Linked DNA regions of Oryctolagus cuniculus: region 2 is linked to region 1. A link is a contact called in public Hi-C data. All regions are on one chromosome and are shown on one strand. The core of a region is the stretch at or near the end of the contact, and the rest is flanking DNA. Distances in the headings are between cores, read along the strand shown. Region 1 overlaps EBF1 (EBF transcription factor 1). Region 2 overlaps EBF1 (EBF transcription factor 1).

Region 1 (5,134 bases), core at 1,510-4,009:
AGATCTAGGGTTCATTTGATTCTTGGGGGGACTGCATTTTGTTCTGATCTCAAATCTTTCAGGGGGTTTAAGTTGGTCTGCATTTGGCAAAAGACAACTTCCTGTTTCTAAGAAAAAAAGGCTTATGAGGGCTTACAAAAAGGACTCCAGGAGCTTTTGGCCTGCAAAGGGGCTCTTGCAAAACAACATTTGGATGATTTACGTGTAAATGAATCAGAAACATGTGGATTGAATTTCCTTGTGAATACAGATGGGTTTAAAAATTAACGGAAAAAGTGTTTGGCAAAATACTTTTTGGTGTTTGTTCTAATTGAATCTAAAACGTCAGGGCGTGTGGTGGCCTCAGGGTGCAGAGCCCCCACCTCCTGGCCTCCCTGTGTCCCCTGCAGGATTTGTAGTAGTGGGGTTCACTTAAACAGACCCATTCCTCTAGACAGGATCGTTAGTAAATGAAGAGGGCCACTTCCTAAACACAGTCATCACTGACAAGAACATTAATTGAAGTTTAGGACTGCCAGTAACAAGAAGGCAGGAAGTTTTCCCTGCTTGACAGGACGCTGGGCCATTCTGGTGAGTCCAATATGGCTGCTTCCCGATTGTAATGTAAGAATCTCTCTCCCCTTGATGTAGTTCAGAGTTGCCGCTTGCTCCACCTTCACAGTCTTATCGATATCCCAGACTTCCCCACAGCCTTGTGTGAAATGTGCCTGTTGGGTATAAGAGAAAAGAGAGGCCCAGAGAAGTTAAACACTTAACACAAGGTCACACAGCTAGTTTAACAGCACAAGTGATATGCAGCTAACTCCTACCAGGAACCTAAGCAAAGGACTTCACATATTTGTTATTTTATTTAAATTTCCAACAACCTTAAACCAAGTGAATAACTGCATTATCTAGCCAAGGAGATTGAAGTTTAAGGATCCGAGTGGCTATGGCCCAGGGAAAACCAGAGGTGGGAAGGCTGACCTATCTGACTCTCTTCTCTCCATATACCAGTAGGTTTAGCGGCCTAAGTCTGAACCCTTCAAAGAGCCGTCCTGTTTCCCAGGATCTCACTCTAGTTTTCCTAGGCTACAATTTTCTAGGAAGCATAGTCAGAACATTCCAGAAACCAGGAGCAAAGCAGCGGTGAAGACCTTCCGCAGCTTCATGCCAACTTGTCTCCCCCTCCCGCTCTGAGCTTTCCCCCAACTCCACATTCCCAGTGAGCAGGCCTGCCGTAGTAGCGGCTGTGTTTCCTGCAGCCTGAGGGCTGATGCGAAGGCATTCAGAAGGCTGCCCTGTGGCTCCATTTTTGTGCACAGCAAAGTCGTAGGTGGTGGTGGTGGTGGTGTTATTGTTGCTTTTAGAAAATTACTGGCAAATGGGATGGACCAATTTATATTCTGGATGTGAAGTCAGGGCCGGGAGGTGATGTGGGTAAGAGGGACAGATTGAAAATTTTCACTGTTTTGCAAGGTTTGGGGCTGTAACTTTCCCAATGGTATTCAAACTATTTAACTTTCCAGTCATGTTTTTAAATTGCAATCAGATTTGGAGTGATGCTTAGGCTATTCTGTTCTGATGGAGATACATACGCATGCTGATATACTATAATATTTAATACAGTACATATATGTATTATAACAAAAACTTACTCCAGAGATGATGAGAGCACGTGTGTGGGTAATATTCAATCAATGTAGATGTGTATGCATGCTTTTTATTTTTTTTTCCCCTCAGTGAGAAGTTTGAATGCTAAGCCATTGACTTCTGTCTTCTCTTTCCATAGCGATATCTGGCATGATTGTTCCTCCCATGTGAAAGGATTGCCTTGAAGAATTTTATTAATGAAGAGGTTGGATTCTGCTACAGAGAGTAATCTGATACAAGTCCCAGAGTGGAACTTTTAACTCAGGCCTTTTTAAGAGGAATCACAATAACTGCAGATTTTTAAACAAACAAAAATCACCGACCTTGCAAATACTGAAATTGGAAGGAATCTGCCAGTGCAGGGTGTTGGTTAAAGTTGTACCTCCCGAGTGTTTGGGGGATATATTTATTCTGTACTGATAAAAGCAAATCCACTTTTTCTTTTTTTTTTTTTTTTAAAGCTTAACTCTGCAATCATTTGTCTTTTATAAACCGTAAAGCTATATACAAGGGACACTATAAATAAGACTCCATGTTTTAATTTATGATGTTTTTAAAGCTGTGTAAAGGGAGAATGAACTGGTGATATTTACAAAAAAGTTTGAAAAAAGAAAAAAAAAGCTTGTATGGGACAGAATAGGAATGCCAGTTAGATTTTTTAGAAAACTAAGGGTCGGCTTTTGCGCCTTAAAGCATATCAAATGGTAGTTAGCTCAGACCGTGCATTCGCAGTATCTAACTTCATCTGCCATCCCTTAGCAGTGCAAGCCTGTTTATTTATCTCTTTTATATTGTTGTCTTAAGTGACTGTGTATATAAATGCAGCCTGGAAAGTGAAAAAGCGATGTCAGTGATCACATTTTTCCCTTCTACTCAAAAAATCCAGTGCCTCTAGACAGATCATTCAAACTGCATATTTAAACCTGATATCCTTCCTTCTCTCTCTGACTTACGTCAGCCCCTTTCAAAGCCGCCGGCCTCTGAGAGCTCAGAGGCGCGCGGACTACGTGAGAATCTCTTTTGAGACTCCACAGAACAGGGTCCAGGCACAGAATTCCACACTCGGCCCTCCAGTTCCCAAGCCAAACTCGCACTTACACTGTACCAGCCTCACTGCTGACTTCACACCAAGATTCCAAAAGTTGACTAAAGCACCGTGGAGCTTATTTCGATTGTCCCATTCAAGACAGGGCCTGTGTCACTGAGCCTTCCGTTCACAGTGTCACAGATTCGAACAACACGTTAAGTGCTTTGGAATTAAGAGGAAAAGGAAACTGGGGGAAAGGGAAAGAAGGTGGAGACCTCCAAAACATAGTTTTGTGTTCTATGGGAATTTTTGCTCTCGGTAGCTGGAAAGTGTTCTTAAATATAAGAGTTAATGGCAAAGAGGCAGCAAAGCTCTGAGGATGCGTTTGCCTGATATTTTTTTCTTTGCGGTTGTGTTTTTGTATGTAGTTATAAATACTGTAGATTTTTTGTGATTTTTTGCCAAAGTTGTTGTTCTATTTATACATTTTAATGTCTTAAGACAGTTTTTCAATATCACAAAAAGATTTTACTGCATATTTTGCAAAGAAAAAAAGCTCACTACCTTTAGCTTGCACATACTTGCAAAGTTAATTAAAAGGCTTTTTGTTTTAAAGGGGATTTTGTAAAATATCCATATAAATAATGTATTTATCTTTGGAATTTGTACATTGCTTTTCCCTTCCTCTCTTCCTTCCACCCCCAATTTATTTTATTGTGTATGTTTGCTATGTGAAAAGTGCGTATTTGTTTGGTCACCTACAGTTGTATTAGCTGTTTCAATGTGATTTTTAAACATTTCATTTATAGTTATTTTTAGTATTGTTTTAAACCATGCTTCAATTTTTTTTATTCCCACCCAAAAGCCATTGTCTATTTTTGTATTATTTGTAAGTTAAGAAGTTTTTTCCAATATATGGCAAAAATAGTAGCATATTATTCTTGTAGTACTTAGTTCTGTAGATTTAAAAAAAATGTATCCTTTGCTTTGGAAGCTTACAAAAAAAACCCTATTGCTGTTTTACTCTATTAATATGCATGAATCTCTCCCTTTGGAGTGACGCATTTTGTGCATTAAATTTCGGGGGAGAAACTTCATAGAAATCAATGAACATACTTTCTTTCTCAAGTCTGCTTGTATATTTCCTCTGTCCTTCACATAAATATAAACCAGCAGATTGGATGCCTTAACCATGCAGATCATATTCATTTCACTTGTACATTGCAACTGTGCACCAGAACTCTCAGTCATCACTAACATTCTCAGAAAAAAGAAAAAGAAAAAAAGAAAAAAAAAAACAACAACAAAGAAATCGAAAAGCACAAAAGAACTGTTTTGTTACCTTAAGACAATGTAACTTTTTCTAGTAGAGCAAGAAATCATTTACAACAATGCTGCAACTGTGCATGCCCCCATATGGATTTTGCAATGGTTTTCACTAGACTGTCAGAGTGCGATTTTTATGGGTTGGGGCGGGCGGGGGAGGGGAGCAGCGGGAGGGAGGGGGGGATGAAAGCTGATTTTTCATGGTGAGAAATCATAATGATGATGACTGATAATAATAAAAACTGGAAAATGTAAGCAAGGTTTAGCATTGCTTCTCGGTACTCAGAGAGGTGGTCTGATTCGTGTGGTAAGTGCTGGCCTGAAGATGTATACAATGTAAAGCCATATTTTGTCTGGTGGGCCCTTTAACTGTTTGCGAAGGAACCAGTGGTCAGCCGGTGAGGTGTCCGGCTCAGCCCCGGCAGCAGACACCACCCATCTGTCAGCCATGTGCAGTGGTTAGAACTTTTCTTGAAAGTCCAAAGAGCCTTTAAAATGTGTATCATTTGTGTTTTGTTGCATCTGTTTATATTGATTAGATGAAAAAGACATTCTGGCCCTCTGACCCTCTTTCTTCTCCACAAAAGTTTTGTAAGTAAAGGATGTTCCCCTAAATACAGAATATGGCTTTAAGAAGAAAATGAAATAGAGAATTAAGATTTCGGTTTTGGGGGAATAACACAGCTTCTGGATGACTGGATTGGATAACATGCCCTGGCCTCACATTGTACTAGGATGCAGCTTAATGCAGTCATCTCTAAATCTACTAACCTTTCACCTTCTTATCAAAACTTTTTGAATAGACACACACTGTACAGTTCAATTGTTAGAGAACCTAACTACTGTAGAGATTGTTATAATTTTTTTTTTGCAAAAATTCAAGCTGTAAAAACTTTTCAACTTTCACAATATTTAATTAAAGTTACTTCCTGTCTGTGATGGCAGCTCCTAGTGGTGTATTCATTTCTGTTTCACATGAGCCGGAATCCTTCGTCATGTACAAGGGCTGTGTTTGCAATTACTCAGACCAGCGTTGACACTCAGGAATTAGGGTAGGCTTGGGATACCCACTTTCTTTGTAGATCCTTGGGGATTTGCTCATCTGGGATGCAAATTGAACACGCATAGCGTACTGCTGCCCTCTGCCGG
Region 2 (5,134 bases), core at 805-3,304, 360 kb before region 1:
GTATTTTACTCTGTACTTGAGATAGTTGGGAGCTTTTCCAGGGCTGTGAAACCACAAACATATGCCTACATGACATACGATTTCTTCTTTTTTTGATGGCATTCTTAGATTGCATATTGTTTCCCTGTTAAATGATTTTTATCATCAGTTATTTTGTTTCCCATCTCATCTTTCCAAAACTTCACTCACAGTGACTGCTTCCCCAATCAGCTTTGGTTTTATTAAAACTATAATGTCTTGCTGAAACAAACATACTGAATCTTCCAGAAAAGCCCCCGATGGTGATATAATTTTCTTCCCTAGAGTGTGTATGTTGAGCCTGCATGTGTGTATCTATGTCCATTGTACACCCATGCAGGTCTGTGTCAACATGCATTTGTGATAGGACTTTTCCATTCCAACTATTCAGAGCCAAGGAACCTACTTTAAGTCTGTCCTGTTTTTAACACACTATGATAAAGGGGGATGACGATAATGACTTTCTCCCCTTGTGCAGAAAAAAAAAAATTACAACAAAATGAACGAGGACAAACTGCATCTGCTGTGCCGCGCACGTGATTGCGCACAACTGCACGTGAGGCCGAGCCTTGGGAGGCCCACGGAGGGGAGCACCCGTCTCACGCCCCCGCCGCCAGGCCTCTCAGTGCTGGCTTTGTGGGGACTCATGAATTACTTCTTACAGTCGGGGCTCCGTGCTATAAATCCCGCCGCGGTGCCGAGCGCGCTGCGGGCAGCGGAGCACAGAGCGGCCGGCGCTGTTTGTGTTTTTGTTAGCGACACGTAGCGAGTTCCTCTCCAGCGGAAAGGCCCAGGCTCCAGTTTGTCGCCAGTGAAAGCCGAAACGCGAGTCGCACATGTGGAGCGGGAGCCCTCTCCGCCTGCGGGGCGGGGGTGGGGTGGGTTGGGTAGAGGGAAGCAGCCCGGACTGCGGCGCCCACCAGGGCATTTGTTTGGGGGTTGGGGATGGGAAGGGAGGGGGCAGGGAACGAACAAAGAAGCAGCCCGAGGGGGAACTAGGAAAAGGATGCCCTGACCCTAAATGTTATTACTCCCCCCACCCATTCCAACCACCAATCCCTTAGTATGTCTCACTGGTTGTCTGAATATTCCAGAGAATTATAAAAAATATACCGTTTGTAGTATGGCTTCAAAAAAAAATTTTTTTTTCTTTTCCAGGATATCCTGTGTCTGTCTTTGGGTGGGTTTTTCCTGGGTTAGTTTGTTAGGAGATGTCTCCTATCCCTTTAAGAGGTAAAACATGAAAAAATGTAAATGTAAGGACTTTTAACACTTCCCCCCTTCCTAACATTCATATAATTGCTGTTAAGCCACATTGAAAACCCTGGGGCCTGGTGTACACCAGGGTAAAGTTACATTTCACAAGCAGAAAATTGACTCACCACTTAGGAAAATTGGCTACCAATTATGTGTCAAAGGCTCTAAAGTCAGACCTGAGGTTTTCTTTTTGCCAGAATGTGGAATTAAAAAGAGCGCAGGCACCCAAGCTTTGTCCCCAGGCTGCGTCCTGGAGCGACTTCTAGCTGAGTTTCCCTTTCACCAGGCAGCTCCTGGCCCTAAGACCAACCAAGGGCCTGGACCAATTAGCAGAAGAACAGAGTCCATTAATACTTAGAAATGAGTTCATGCAAAGATATGTCAGAAACACGCTATGGCATTTGCGAAGAAAGTCGCTTCTGCCGTAGCACAGTCTGAGAGCTGTCTTTGGGGCTCACGGGGCCAAGAGGAGCTGGAGAGAGGAAGGGCTTCTGAAGGGAGCCACAAAAATCAGGGGACATCTGCTGTTTCTGGTGACACGCTGGTCACACTCACACCGCGTGCAGAGCCCATTCTGGAAACTCACTGATCCAGCCTGTTGTAGGAGGAGCCACCTGGGCAGGAGGGAAGATCAGCCCCAGGAGGGAGGATCGCTGGTCCCTGCCAGGGGCAGGAGCCTGAGAAGTGAAGGCAAGAGAGAGAGTAGGAGAAAGACAGACAGACAGACCAGGACAGAGACAGAGCAACGCAGGGAGAGCGAGAGTGAGATTGTGTGTGTGTGGGATGGCCAGACAGACGTGGACAGACTTCTTTTGAACCCCCCACCCCCACCCCACCTCTACCACTCACCGGGGTTTCTCCTGTATCCACGTCCTGGATATACCTCTTCCCTTTATTCAAGGCCTGCTTTCTGTTCTTGTCCGAGTGGTTTATCCTTGATTTTATTTTTAATGCCTTGAAATTAAACCTTATTTAGTGGTTCATTTTCTGCCTCTAGAGGGAGAGAAAGAGAAAGCATCCGGACTGGCCAAATTGAGTGAATTTGCTGGGCTGTGCCAGAGAGAGTTGTTGGGGACAACCAGGATGCCGAATCATACTGGATATTATCCCAAGATAAGCACCCCTCCCTCCCAACAACAGGATGTGATCTGTAATAATTTTAGTGAGAAAAACCATCCTCATTTTGCCTTCTGGGAAATCTTAGGCTAGCTATTTCTGTTTGATTCTAACTGTGGACAATTTCCAGAGTTCTCAAGAACCAACTATCTTAAATCCTCAGTGATTTTGACAGAGAAGACTGTTTTGTCTAAAGGACAGCAATTCTGGGACTGAGTCTCACCCAAAATATCTAATTTCAGTTCAGCTCTGGTTTCTTAACTGGAACAAAGGGGAGAGAGAAGAGTTTAGAGTTTGCAGTATATTTAATACACCTCCAAGTCTCTACTGGGTTAAAAAAATGTGTGTAAGCTTTTCCTTATTTAGCGGTTCAGAACACGTATAAATTTATGTTTTACAAATCAAGACTCAAATATTTTGAGTGGATTATTTTCCCTGTGCCATCCTATATCAAGATCTTTTCTAGTTTTAAGAGTCTCACAGGCTCCCTCAAGTGATGCTTAATTAGAGAAGTCTTCTATACACTAAGTATTTTCTTAAATGTATAATTGATTGTGCACAGAAGGGAGAGTTGCAGGAATGAAAATCATACATCATTTCATTATTAATGGCAATGACTAAATAAAATGCAGACTTTGTCATGCTAATAGATTACTGAATTTTAGTTTAAATCAGAAGCTTTTTTTAATTACTATTTTGGGATCATCTAAGGAAGTTTAAGTAGCATTTAAGATATTGATAAATATATTCTAACATGTTGGGCAAAAGTTGGAAAAAAAAGAGGCAAATCAAATTCTGGAGAACCTACCTGAATTATGTAAAAAATTAGTTTGAGAAGCTATATCCGTTGCCTACCTTTTAGTACCTGTGAAGGAACTGGAGTATTTTTAACTGGACTTTATTCGGAAGGTGTGTGTTTGACACTTGCTGTATACTGTTCCCTCTGTGACATCCCACAGATAGCTTCATAGAACAATCAAAATAGGAAAGTTGCTGAGTGGCCTTCATGATGTTTTTAGTGTGGAATTCATTATCCAGAGTGTAAGAATAGATCATCCAATGCAGGAATGGCTGGTTTTGACCAGACACTGAAGTTCCCCAGAAAGTAGACCTTTGACCGGGATCGGATGCAGGTGGTTTATGTGTCATGTCTTTGGGAAGCAGAAATGAGGGAGAGAGGAGGCAGTGAGAACAGGTAAGGAAAGAAAAACTAGGGCAGTGGGTTGTAAGTGAAGTCACTGCAGAGAGAATAGTTGCTTGATGCAATTGGGCTCTTTCTTCTAAGGGGTAGCATGAAATGTGCCTCTCAGAATTAGATTCCTGAAGGACAAAGGGCTAGAACATTTATCTTCTGGCTTCTGGCCCTCACTGGTTGAGGGTTGTCCCTGAGTGCTTGAATGTGGGCCAGGCAATTCCTCTAGCATTGGCATGAGATGGAAGGAAGCCTTCTTGGGGAGGGGGTGGTCAGGGTGAGCTATGTGGCTGAAATCAGAGGTGGGCCACAGGATTGTGAGTTAAGTGCCAGATGTCTATAACAGAATCTGTATATGCAATTCCATTGGCAAGGGGAGCTTTTGATGTCTGATGGTCCATTTTTTGTGCATTGTTACCTACTCTGTGCTTGGGCATAGTAGGCATTCAGTGATTCTTTCTTTGTTGAGCTTATCAATGAGTAAAAATTCCTTAACAGTAAATATTTAATGAGTGAAATGTATGTCTGGAGACTAGTCTGTCTTTTTCTTGTAAGAGTGTTCATGCTGTCAGACCAGGTGTTGTAATTTTACTTTGGAAAATATGGTGTCTACAAATAGAAAATACGATACCCATTTCCTGACATGTCCTGGAGATACAAAGGTGAAGGAGACATGATCTGAACTTCATATCTTAAGCGTGAAATGTAGATAGTTCTGGGTGGATGACTCCCTAGATGTTGAGCATTTTCCCCTTACTAAGAAGCAAGGATCAGAAAGCAAATTTTGATTTTGAAAGCAGATAGAGTTCCATGAGTTTTCAGAACATTTTAGGGAGGAGATAGTGCTGAGAGAAGGAAATAGCCTTATATGGGGCACGTGGAAACTCTTGGAAAGTGGTTGGGACCAGTGTGCGTGGTAAGAAACATGGGTTGTCTTTCATAGGGAGTCATTTTTACATAAATGGTGATGATGGGGCATTAAGTTGGTGTGGATGAATCAGTGTTCAAACATGAACTCTCAATTCTGCTCCCAAAACTTGGTCATTTTCTTCATATGACTGATTTCTCTGTCCCTTTGGTTACAAAAACAGGGGGATTACCCATGTGGCTGATCTCTCCCTCCACTGCTACAGCTATACCAGAACTCTCTTAACGCTGTCCTCTCTGCACTAGCCCCACTTATACCATCCAACTCATGCAATGACTCCAGTTTGGTGGCTTTGCATCGATTTGGCCTCACTATGGTCCATTCCACAAAGGAGTCAGAGTAGGTTTCTAAGAATTCAATCTGACCATGCCATTCGCTAGCTTAAAACCCATCAGTGATCAGTAAGCCAAATTCCTTACTCATACATTAGACCCATTTCTTACTCATATGCTACATCCATTGTCAGACACATTTCTTCCTCTTTTTGCTTAAACCTAATCCATCCATCGGCTTCTAGCTCCCTTTCCTTCAATTCTCAGAGATATCTTTACTGATTTCCCAATTGGTCTGTTCCCATCACAGGATGCTACAAGCTCCGTGTGTGCAGAGGCTTGGCTGTTCAC

What was found. A called contact is a pair of places that touch in the nucleus more often than the background predicts.
Region 2: a contact with region 1 is called in a Hi-C map of skin fibroblasts, with 2.2 times the contacts expected there. The contact joins two enhancer-like sites. A contact is called at or near these places in 2 of 6 Hi-C or Micro-C datasets (skin fibroblasts and an unstated tissue).

Annotation. Positions count from the first base shown.
Region 1 is chr6:45,601,421-45,606,554 of mOryCun1.1, reverse strand. EBF1 (EBF transcription factor 1) reads left to right here. Exons shown (of 16, transcript XM_008255335.4): 16 at 1,772-4,929. The coding sequence ends at 1,803. Among named protein-coding and RNA genes, the nearest start is that of EBF1, 410 kb to the left of the region's middle. Within about 2 kb of position 2,759, at least 2 of the 8 cell types and tissues checked have an H3K27ac peak or open chromatin away from gene starts, as enhancers often do.
Region 2 is chr6:45,959,736-45,964,869 of mOryCun1.1, reverse strand. The region is part of intron 6 of EBF1 (EBF transcription factor 1); the gene reads left to right. Among named protein-coding and RNA genes, the nearest start is that of EBF1, 51 kb to the left of the region's middle. Within about 2 kb of position 2,054, at least 3 of the 8 cell types and tissues checked have an H3K27ac peak or open chromatin away from gene starts, as enhancers often do.